2 separate regions of the Mus musculus genome follow, and region 1 is linked to region 2. The links are chromatin contacts, called in public Hi-C maps. All regions are on one chromosome and are shown on one strand. The core of a region is the stretch at or near the end of the contact, and the rest is flanking DNA. Distances in the headings are between cores, read along the strand shown.

Region 1 (4,601 bases), core at 828-3,327, 470 kb after region 2:
GGTCCAGACTACTCCCCAGGATGACCAACTACAAAACAGTGTTGCCTGACTTTGGACCCAGGTCTTTCTGGTTATAAACCATGTAGGCTCCCTTTCCCCCTGCGCCCCTCCACAGCCTTTGCACTTTGCAACAGGAGAATTAGATCTTAGAGAAGAAGCTTGGAGTCCCTTCTCTTGTTCAAGGAAAGACAACTGGAACTCTCAAGAAGCCATCTCATCTTCAGGAAAATTCTTCTCCATGTCTAAAATTGTAGCTGCATAGAGAAAGCATGGACCAGGCAGTTCAGGGTATGTCTGCATTTCTCTGCATGAGCGAAAGGCCTGTTGCTTTGGGTTTAGATGGACGTAGAGTGAGACTCAAATAGAATTCAATGTCTAGGTCAGTTATAAACCAGATCCAGATCACAAAGGCAGGCTGCTCTGTGGACCCTATGAGTCTATGTGAAAAGTGTCCCGAAGCCAGCTCGCTCTCTCTCCCTCCCTCCCTCCCTCCTTCCCTCTCTCTCTCCCTCCCTCCTTCTCTCTCTCTCTCTCTCTCTCTCTCTCTCTCTCTCTCTCTCTCTCTCGGCTATCTTGTAGAGCCCTCTTGATGATGTCCCCCTAGTCCAACATTTCTCTTGTTTCTATTGACCTATAAAAAAGGAGATAGGTGTCCAAAGTCACTCAAAATTTTTGAGAAAATTCTTCTGATATTATCTCTTGCCTGAAATTTCCAACGGAGACTGGGAATGTAAGAAGACCTGATACTGTGTCATCAGGAAGATGTGCTAGTGCATGTAAAATCCTTCTCTCTCTCTCTGTCTGTCTGTCTGTCTTTGTGGTGTGTGTGCTTGTGTATGTGTATATATGAGACACAGAGAGGGAGAGGGGGAGGGGGAGGGGGAGGGGGAGAGAGGGAGAGGGAGAAGGAGAGGGAGAGGGAGAGAGGGAGGGGGAGAGGGAGAGAGGGAGAGGGAGAGGGAGAGTTGGGGAAGGGAAAGGGTGAGGGAGTCAGAGAGGGAGATTTGCCTTGTGGGGGGTGTGTGTGACATTTATTTTATGGATCACCAATAATGTGTTTGAAAGAGAATCAATCCTCTTGTCTTTCGTTTAAAGCAAAATAAACTTTGTTTCCTGAGGGGTGGAGGGGGGCCGCCTCCTGAACATTTAGAAGCAGCTTGGCACCATCCCTTAGCCCCTTGAAAGCTCTGTTTTAAGTTGGATGGTGTCAGAGGTGGAGAGTTCTTTTGCATCTCCCAGTCCCTGACCTCCACCAGTTTCTGCAGCTGTGTTTGGTGGCTCTGGAGGGCAGCTCATTTCAGTCATTGTGTAGAGACTGCTACAGCTCAAACTACTCAGCAGACTTCTTCTCTGGACGCACCACACTCCCAGCCTTTGTTTGGGAGCTTTCGTCGTGGAAACTGCTTTGGCTGGTCTCCTCCACTCCCAGGTGGTCTCGGGCTTTGCCCACACAGTGCAACAGTGAGCATGCCGGCTGGCTCTTGGTTCTCTATGCACATCTTCATTGCTTATTCGGTTTGTGGCCTGATCCCAAGATTTGTTTCTGCAGAGGGGTAGTTTTCCGAGTCCCTGTCATCTCTAACACTGCTCGGTGAGAAACATCCTGAATAGCCCCACAGTTACCCCTCCCTGTTTTCACAGCCATCCTGAGATCAGGTCAGGCCAAAGCCCAGTTCTCTCTAACCTTTACTCTCACTTGGCTTCCTTTGGGCATCTGTTCAGCTGTTTTGTCTCTAGCTTGGGGTGTAGCTCAGGAGGGGGCCACCCTCACAGACTGTGCCAGGGGCTGCCCATTGCTGCTGGTGGCTGAGGTCTGGCAGTCTCCCTCAGCTTTTCTCAGCTCTGGATTTATCAGAGTGCAGTATTTATGCCATGTGCATCTCACTTGGGCCAAGAGTCTTCAATCAGCCTGGTGACTTGAGTTGCCAAGGAAACAATGTCTAGTGGGACCTTGAAGATTTACAACCTGTTCCCAGCCTGCAAGGATTCCTCCAGAATTCTTGCTGACACAGTTTACTCTGGTAAACTCTCAGCCCTGTGGGGGATATAAATCTCAGCCTGTCTCTGCACAATTCATTTTTCCTAGATACAAGGTCTAGAACAGGAGTTCAGAGAAGATGGGCTGCAGGGGGGCTCATGAGCTCACAGGGATGAGAGATGCTCTGCCTAGTGATTTACCACAGTCTTTTCACAGGAATGTCTCTAAGCAGGATAGCCTTGGGCAAACTGTGGGAATGCTCCGAGTCTCTGGAAAACAAGAATGATACAACATCTTTCCCAGTTGCTTTCCACGGGACAAAATGAAATGAAGCATAGAAGCTGCCTCACAAAATAGATGTAATCATTCACACGTTAGCTGCCGCTATTTGTATGAGCCCATTAACCTTAGAGGGCTATGATGGTGTGCATTGCCCTTTGTTACGTAGAATTTGGAGACACAGAGTAATACAGCTTTTTATGCTGCGCCAAGAATCTTCATTAAGCTAACAGGTTAGTCAGGTTTTCATTGCTGTGATAAAACACCCGAGCAAGGTGCTGGGGAAAAGGCTGAGTCAGGAAAGCATGCTGTGCAGACGTGAAGGCCTGCGTTCAGGTCCCCAGAGGCCACATAAACTGTCAGGCACGGCTGCAAGTATGTACCTGTAACTCCAGTGTGGGACATTTGGGACATGTGGATCCCTGAATCACAGTGGGCAGCCTGCTTAGCCCAACAGATAAGCCTCAGGTCAGCGAGCCATTCTGTCTGTAGATAGATAGATAGATAGATAGATAGATAGATAGATAGATAGATAAGATGTATGGATAACAATAAAGGAAAGATACTCAGTGTCTGTCTGTGGCCTCCATGTGGACATGCACATACCTGAACCTGTATGTACACATGCACACACACAAGTTCAATCAATGTACATGTACACACACACACACATACACACACACACATGTCTGAGCACATCACCTTAAAGGAGGAAAGGTTTATCTTGCCTTATGGTTCCTGAGGCCTCAGTGCATCGTGGCTGGGACAGTGTTAGTCATCCCAGCAGAGGGGAACCAGAAAGGAAGAGAAAGCCTGAGCTAGTAGGCTTGACCTTCCTGTACCGTATTCGGTACAGATCCCTGCCTATGGGATGATGTCACGTACACGCAGAATGTCTCTCCCTGCCTTAATCAATGCTCGCTGGAAACACCCCCGTAGAGATATACCATATTAATGTAGGCACTGCTCAATCCAACCAAACTGATGAGATTAAGTGGCACAGCCACTTCATGCGGCATGCAGTAATGGATGGATGGGTGTTACTACTCTCCCCCTTTACAGGTGCAGAAACTGAGGCTCAAGGAACACCAAATTCATTAGGCCAAAAAAAAAAAAAAAATTAAGAAAAAGAAAAGAAAAGAAAAAGAAAAAAAAAAAAGGAACCAGCTTTCAGTGGGATGGACGACAGACAGATCCTAAGAAAAAGAAACCCGACGAGCCCTGAGACAGACGGCAGGCTTCTGGGCATAAGTCATAGTTACATGTGTACCAGAGGTAGGAGTCAGTCAAGCAGGGGAGTACACTCCAGCAGCCTTGCAGATGAAGGCAAGAGGGCCTTCTGATGCCTAGAGGCAGAGAGAGCTCAGGGAGACGAGCAGTGTGGGGTGAAGTCTGCTGCGTGTAGAGACATGGCTGTATCAAGTTGCTGTCGGCCATGGACTGCAGCTGGGGAAAGGAACTCAACAAAGGACGGATGTGAAGAGAGGAGAACGGGTTGTTACGGTAACGGATCTCAGGGCTTGTTCTCATGCTGCATTTTGCTTCAGTCCAAGGTTGTTCACGGGACACTGCCTGAGTGGTCAAGATGCCAGCCTTCGGGAAGCTTCCAGCTCCCTTAGTTCCAATTCATTAACATGTTAGTTTATTTCTTGCTGCCTCTTGGGCGCTGTGCTCCAGCAAGTACCGGTTGCACGTGTACATTTATCACTAGCTGGGCTCAGGGTGCCCAACACCCCCCTTCCCCCTCCCTGCTTCCCCAGAGACTCCCCAGCTAGCCACCGCTTTACCAAATGTGACTTCTCGCTAGTCCTAAGTAGTGAGTGCTCCTCCTCTGTTAATGTGAGGCCAAGGAAGAAGCAGGGGCCAAACAGAAAGCAAGGCTTTGTCAAGGGTCTCAAAAGAATGGAACAAGGAAATTATGTAACCAGACGAGTGAGGGGCGGAGTAACCCCGTGTCAGCCAGAGGTGTTCTCAGGACCTGGCTTGTTACTGGCTGGAGTCTGTGTTTCCTCACAGTTGCTTGGTTTCCAAGCCTTCCCACAGGGATGGAAGGCTTTGCTCGCTCTCTGTGTGTTTTCAAGAGGCTAACTGGAAAGCCCTCCTACTCCCTCGGGTCAGCAACAAGAAAGTGGCATACAGCCGTCAGCCCGGGGAATGGCAACAGTCTGTCCCCGTCCATGGTCTGTGTCTGTGTTCTGTGTATTTCCATTGGCTGTTCTTTCAGAGGATGCTCGGCATGCACACGGTAGCTCACACAAGTCTGTAACTCCATCCCGGGGCTTGCAACCCCCTCTTCTGGCTTCTGTGGGTCCCGGGCACACATGTGGTGCACAGACAAGACATG
Region 2 (4,412 bases), core at 1,127-3,626:
CAATAGCTGACTGTGATCATCCACTTCTGTGTTTGCTAGGCCCCGGCATAGTCTCACAAGAGAGAGCTATATCTGGGTCCTTTCAGCAAAATCTTGCTAGTGTATGCAATGGTGTTAGCATTTGGAAGTTGATTATGGGATGGATCCCTGGATATGGCAATCACTAGATGGTCCATCCTTTCGTCACAGCTTCAAATTTTGTCTCTGTAACTCCTTCCATGGGTGTTTTGTTCCCATTACAGGGTGTTCTTGTAGGGATAATCTCTTATGCATTTGTAAAAACACCATTTGTCAATAAAAAAATTGCTAGCCAATTAGTTTTGAGGCAGGATTAGAACGTGGGACATCTGGCGGGGGCGGGGGGGGGAGAGACTAATTCTGGGAAATAGTCATGTGGGAGGATTTGCCACTCGGGCTCGGAGGAAGTCGGTCTTATGAACTGAGGAGAGGTAACCAGCCATTTGGCAGACATAGAATAATAGGATGATTGAGTTGCGAGCTAGTCGGGGAACAAGCCTAGCTTAAGGCCTAGGTCTTTATTAATAAATAATAAGCCTGCAAGTTCTTTTTTTTTCCCATTTTTTATCAGGTATTTAGCTCATTTACACTTCCAATGCTATACCAAAAGTCCCCCATATCCACCCACCCCCACTCCCCTGCCCACCCACTCCCCCCCCCTTGGCCCTGGTGTTCCCCTGCACTGGGGCACACAAAGCCCGCAAGTCCAATGGGCCTCCCCTTCCAGTGATGGCCGACCAGGCCATCCTTTGATATATATGCAGCCAGAGTCAAGAGCTCCGGGGCACTGGCTAGTTCATAATGTTGCTCCACCCATAGGGTAAGCCTGCAAGTTCTTATTCAGGAACTGGGACATGGGTGGAAAAGACCACAGTTACGTGTTCTTTAAACACACGGACATGACCGTGCCGTTCTCCTACTTAGCCTCTACAGCAGTGGTTCTTAACCCTTTTAATGCTGCAACCCTTTAATACAGTTCCTCATGGTGTGGTGCTCCACCCCCCATAAGAATCATTTCATTACTACTTCATAACTGTAATTGTCTTACTGTTATGAATTGTAATGTTAGTATCTCATATGCAGTTCCTGAAGGGGTTGTGACACACAGACTGAGAACTGCTGCTCTAAGACCTTCCCTTTGGATCCAGTGGAAGTTCCCACTGCTTGGCTCCCACGCTAACCCCAGAACTATGCTGAGGGGTGAATCAGAGCTTGAAAGGCTTGCCCTTCATCAGACTAAGCCTGCAAACGCCAAAGGCCTGGAGTCTGGCAAAGCACCAGCTGCTCCTGGTGAGTTGTCTTTAGGGCGCTGCCCTCGGGGAGCCCTAAATAGCTTCCTGGGAGTGTGTCATCGTTTGTTTATGGGTCTGGTGGCCCTGTCTGAAACCTAGTAGGGAAAAATACCATGTCTTTGAATGAATGAGAAGCTAGAAAGCTTGACTTCCCACAAGGATTTCCTGGTCGCTCCCCCCCCCCCCCCTTCACACACCAGAACGATTTGCATCTGCCTGGGCTTCTCCTTCCCTTTGCCTACTCATACAGAGCAAAACTCAAGACTGCACAGCCCACCTTAGGAGTCGGCACGGACATTACTGGAGTGACGCAGGTCAGGTCTCACTTTTAAGAAGTGCATGCACATAAGCTAGCGAGGAAATAGCCATTTCCAACCAAGTAGAACCACTCCGTAAGTAAAATAGCCTCATCCAAGTTTCTAGAGAGGGCAAAGCTAACATACAGTGACAGATAGGCCAAACTGTGGGACTAATAGATGCCCACGATGGGTCAGGAGCTGAAGCAAGCGCGGTTTCCTTGCTGGACATTTCTAGTCATTTTATGAGTTCCGTATCCCTTAAAAGAAACAAACAAACAAAATAGGATATTTGTTTCATTTCTTACATTACACAAGTAAAGTAATATATAGTATTCCCTTAGGTAAAACTATGAAAATGTGTATTAATCAGTCAATCCCCTTTTTGTAAGTAAGAGAAGCAGAGTAATTTGCCTGAGGCCACACAGGCAAGTAGTGGAACCCAGGTTTGAACTCCGGCTGCTTTCAAAGTTCACAGTTTACTTCACTAGGCTATTTTACTTGAGGAGTGATTCACTAATGATCACCCAGCTCCTGTCAGCCTATTAGACCCTGGGAATCTTGGCAGAGGAGATGGTTGAGAGGAAACACACATCCTGGTTAAGTTGTACTCACCTGACATCTAGATCCAAGGCTTCTCAGCTGAATGAAGTTAGTTTAGTTCCTGACAGGGGGAAAGTGGACAACTCACCCACTCCTGACCCTCTGAAACAACCAGGTTCCTATTTAAACCCTGGCTGTCAAGCCGAGAGAAGGTTTACACTTCAGCCTGCTGAACTGTCTCTCTGTCCACTGGGTGACAGTGTTGATCCATTGGAAATAAACGTGTCTTGTCCTTGAGCCAGAAAACTCCAGGCCCCTAAAAAGGGAAGACTGCAGGCAGATGGTGTTTGGAGGGTCAGCTGGATAGGCACAGCTTCATGTCGGCTCTTAGAATGAGGCCGAATGGATTTATGTTGTAACTTTCAGTGGAAAATGTGTGTGTGTGTGTGTGTGTGTGGGAGGAATCATCTGTTATCCCATTAAGATTCAATTTCTTTGAAGATAGATAAGATCGTCACAGTAAATGAACCTACACTTTTCTAATAGTTTAATGAAGGCAGGAAGTTTGCAGAGCTCACTGTGGACACTGAGCTGACAGTCCACGTCAGCTGCCCGTCTTGGTGAGGGAGGATTTATTCTCCAGGCACGTATGCATCTGCTACAATACCATTTGTCACCCCAGGGCTCCCAGGAGGAACATGACTGTCACTAGGGAATGTTATTGCCAAACCTCCAGGTCACAGGTTTACACTGGTCTGTTTGTTCTATTGATCCCTGTCTTCAAGCGGGAAAGACAGAAGTGAGGCAAATAGAAACTTCTGACTCAGTGTGACTTGTGGAAACTACTGGGCTACCAGGAAGTGGCCCCACAAGCCACACGAACACTGATCTCAGTCAGACAGGGATGGTTTATTGAACACCCATGTAAAGGCTGATTGACCAGAGCAACAGTTCAGGCTCGAGAGCTAAAAGCTGTGTGCTGGACATTTCTCAAGCTCAGCTTATAAAAGGCTAAAACCACAAAACCCACAATGAGCTTATACACAGGTGCTGGTAGTACCGCGTAGTGGTTAGCCCTGACTCAAGCCGTTTTAGACATAACAGTTCATATTGACCTTTAATTTGATGGGCCCTATGAGAGGCTTATAGTTGTGGAATTATTAAAGACTAACAAGCCCTATAACATACAGAACATAACAGGGTATGTGGTCAGCATGATCCTGCTCTGAGTCAAATTATTTTTCTGTGTCAATGACTGGCAGGCATGTTACAGCAACAATATCAAATAGCTGGCGGGCAGGCATGTCCCAGAGGCCTGGGATGGGGGAGGCTCCCAGGACTCAATGTGGATGACCTTAGCCAAAATGCCCAACAGTGGGGATGTGGAACCTGAAGAGACCACCTCCAAGAGTTAGATAGGGCCCCCAGTGGAGGGATAGGGATACCAATCCACCTTCAAATATTTCCACCCCAAACTGTTCCTGTCTGAAAGAAATGCAGGGACAAACTGGAGCACAGACTGAATGAATGGCCGAGCAGTGACTGGCCCAACTTGGGATCCATCCCATGGGTGAGCACCAAACCCTGACACTATTACATGCTGTGTTGTGCTTGCAGACAGGAGCCTAGCATGGCTGTCCTCTGAGAGGCTCTACCAGCATCTGACTGCGACAGATGCAGATACTCACAGCTAAGCATTGGACTGAGGTCAGGGACCCTATGGAAGAGTTAGGGGAAGGATTGAAGGAGCTGAAGGGAATGGCAACCCCATAGGAAGACCAACAGTGTCAACTAACCTGGACCCCTCAGAGCACCTAGAGACTAAGCCACCAACTAAAGAGCAAATGGGCTGGCCTGAGGTCCCTGGCACATATGTAGCAGAGGGGCTGCCTTGTCTGGCTTCAGTGGGAGAGGATGTGCCTAATCTTGTAGAGACTTGATGCCCTAGTGATGGGGGATGCCGGCATGGGGACTCCCTCTCAGAGGTGAAGGGGAGGAGGGAAGGGGAGAAGAACTCTTCGAGGAGGGGCTGGGAGGAGGGCACCATTTGAGATGTAAATAATAACATAATTAATAATAAAAATAACTTACCTCATAATACATAATAAAAATTATAAATAAGATGCTTTACAAAAAAAAAAAGAGAGAGAAAGTAAGTCTGTGGGGTGGTGTCCCTTATGTCCAGAAAAAGTGTCTGTAATTGTGGCAGTAGCTTGGTTCTGTAAGTAGTTACAGAGCTTGTCAACACTGCTTTAACCGCCTG

The links. A called contact is a pair of places that touch in the nucleus more often than the background predicts.
Region 1: a Hi-C map of cerebellum shows a contact between it and region 2, with 3 times the contacts expected there. The contact joins two enhancer-like sites. A contact is called at or near these places in 5 of 484 Hi-C or Micro-C datasets (the C2C12 cell line, cerebellum, liver and 2 more) and 1 of 115 datasets of contacts at active chromatin or transcription factors (embryonic stem cells).

Annotation. Positions count from the first base shown.
Region 1 is chr10:94,412,409-94,417,009 of GRCm38.p6, forward strand. It overlaps Gm32827 (a long non-coding RNA gene), which reads right to left. Exons shown (of 4, transcript XR_871962.3): 4 at 2,541-4,601. It also overlaps a transcript of Tmcc3 not described here. Among named protein-coding and RNA genes, the nearest start is that of Gm32827, 12 kb to the right of the region's middle. Within about 2 kb of position 2,078, at least 65 of the 459 cell types and tissues checked have an H3K27ac peak or open chromatin away from gene starts, as enhancers often do. A contact at or near this core is called in cerebellum and muscle stem cells, where this site is marked.
Region 2 is chr10:93,943,160-93,947,571 of GRCm38.p6, forward strand. No RefSeq gene overlaps it. Among named protein-coding and RNA genes, the nearest start is that of Mir331, 18 kb to the right of the region's middle. Within about 2 kb of position 2,377, at least 84 of the 459 cell types and tissues checked have an H3K27ac peak or open chromatin away from gene starts, as enhancers often do. A contact at or near this core is called in cerebellum and muscle stem cells, where this site is marked.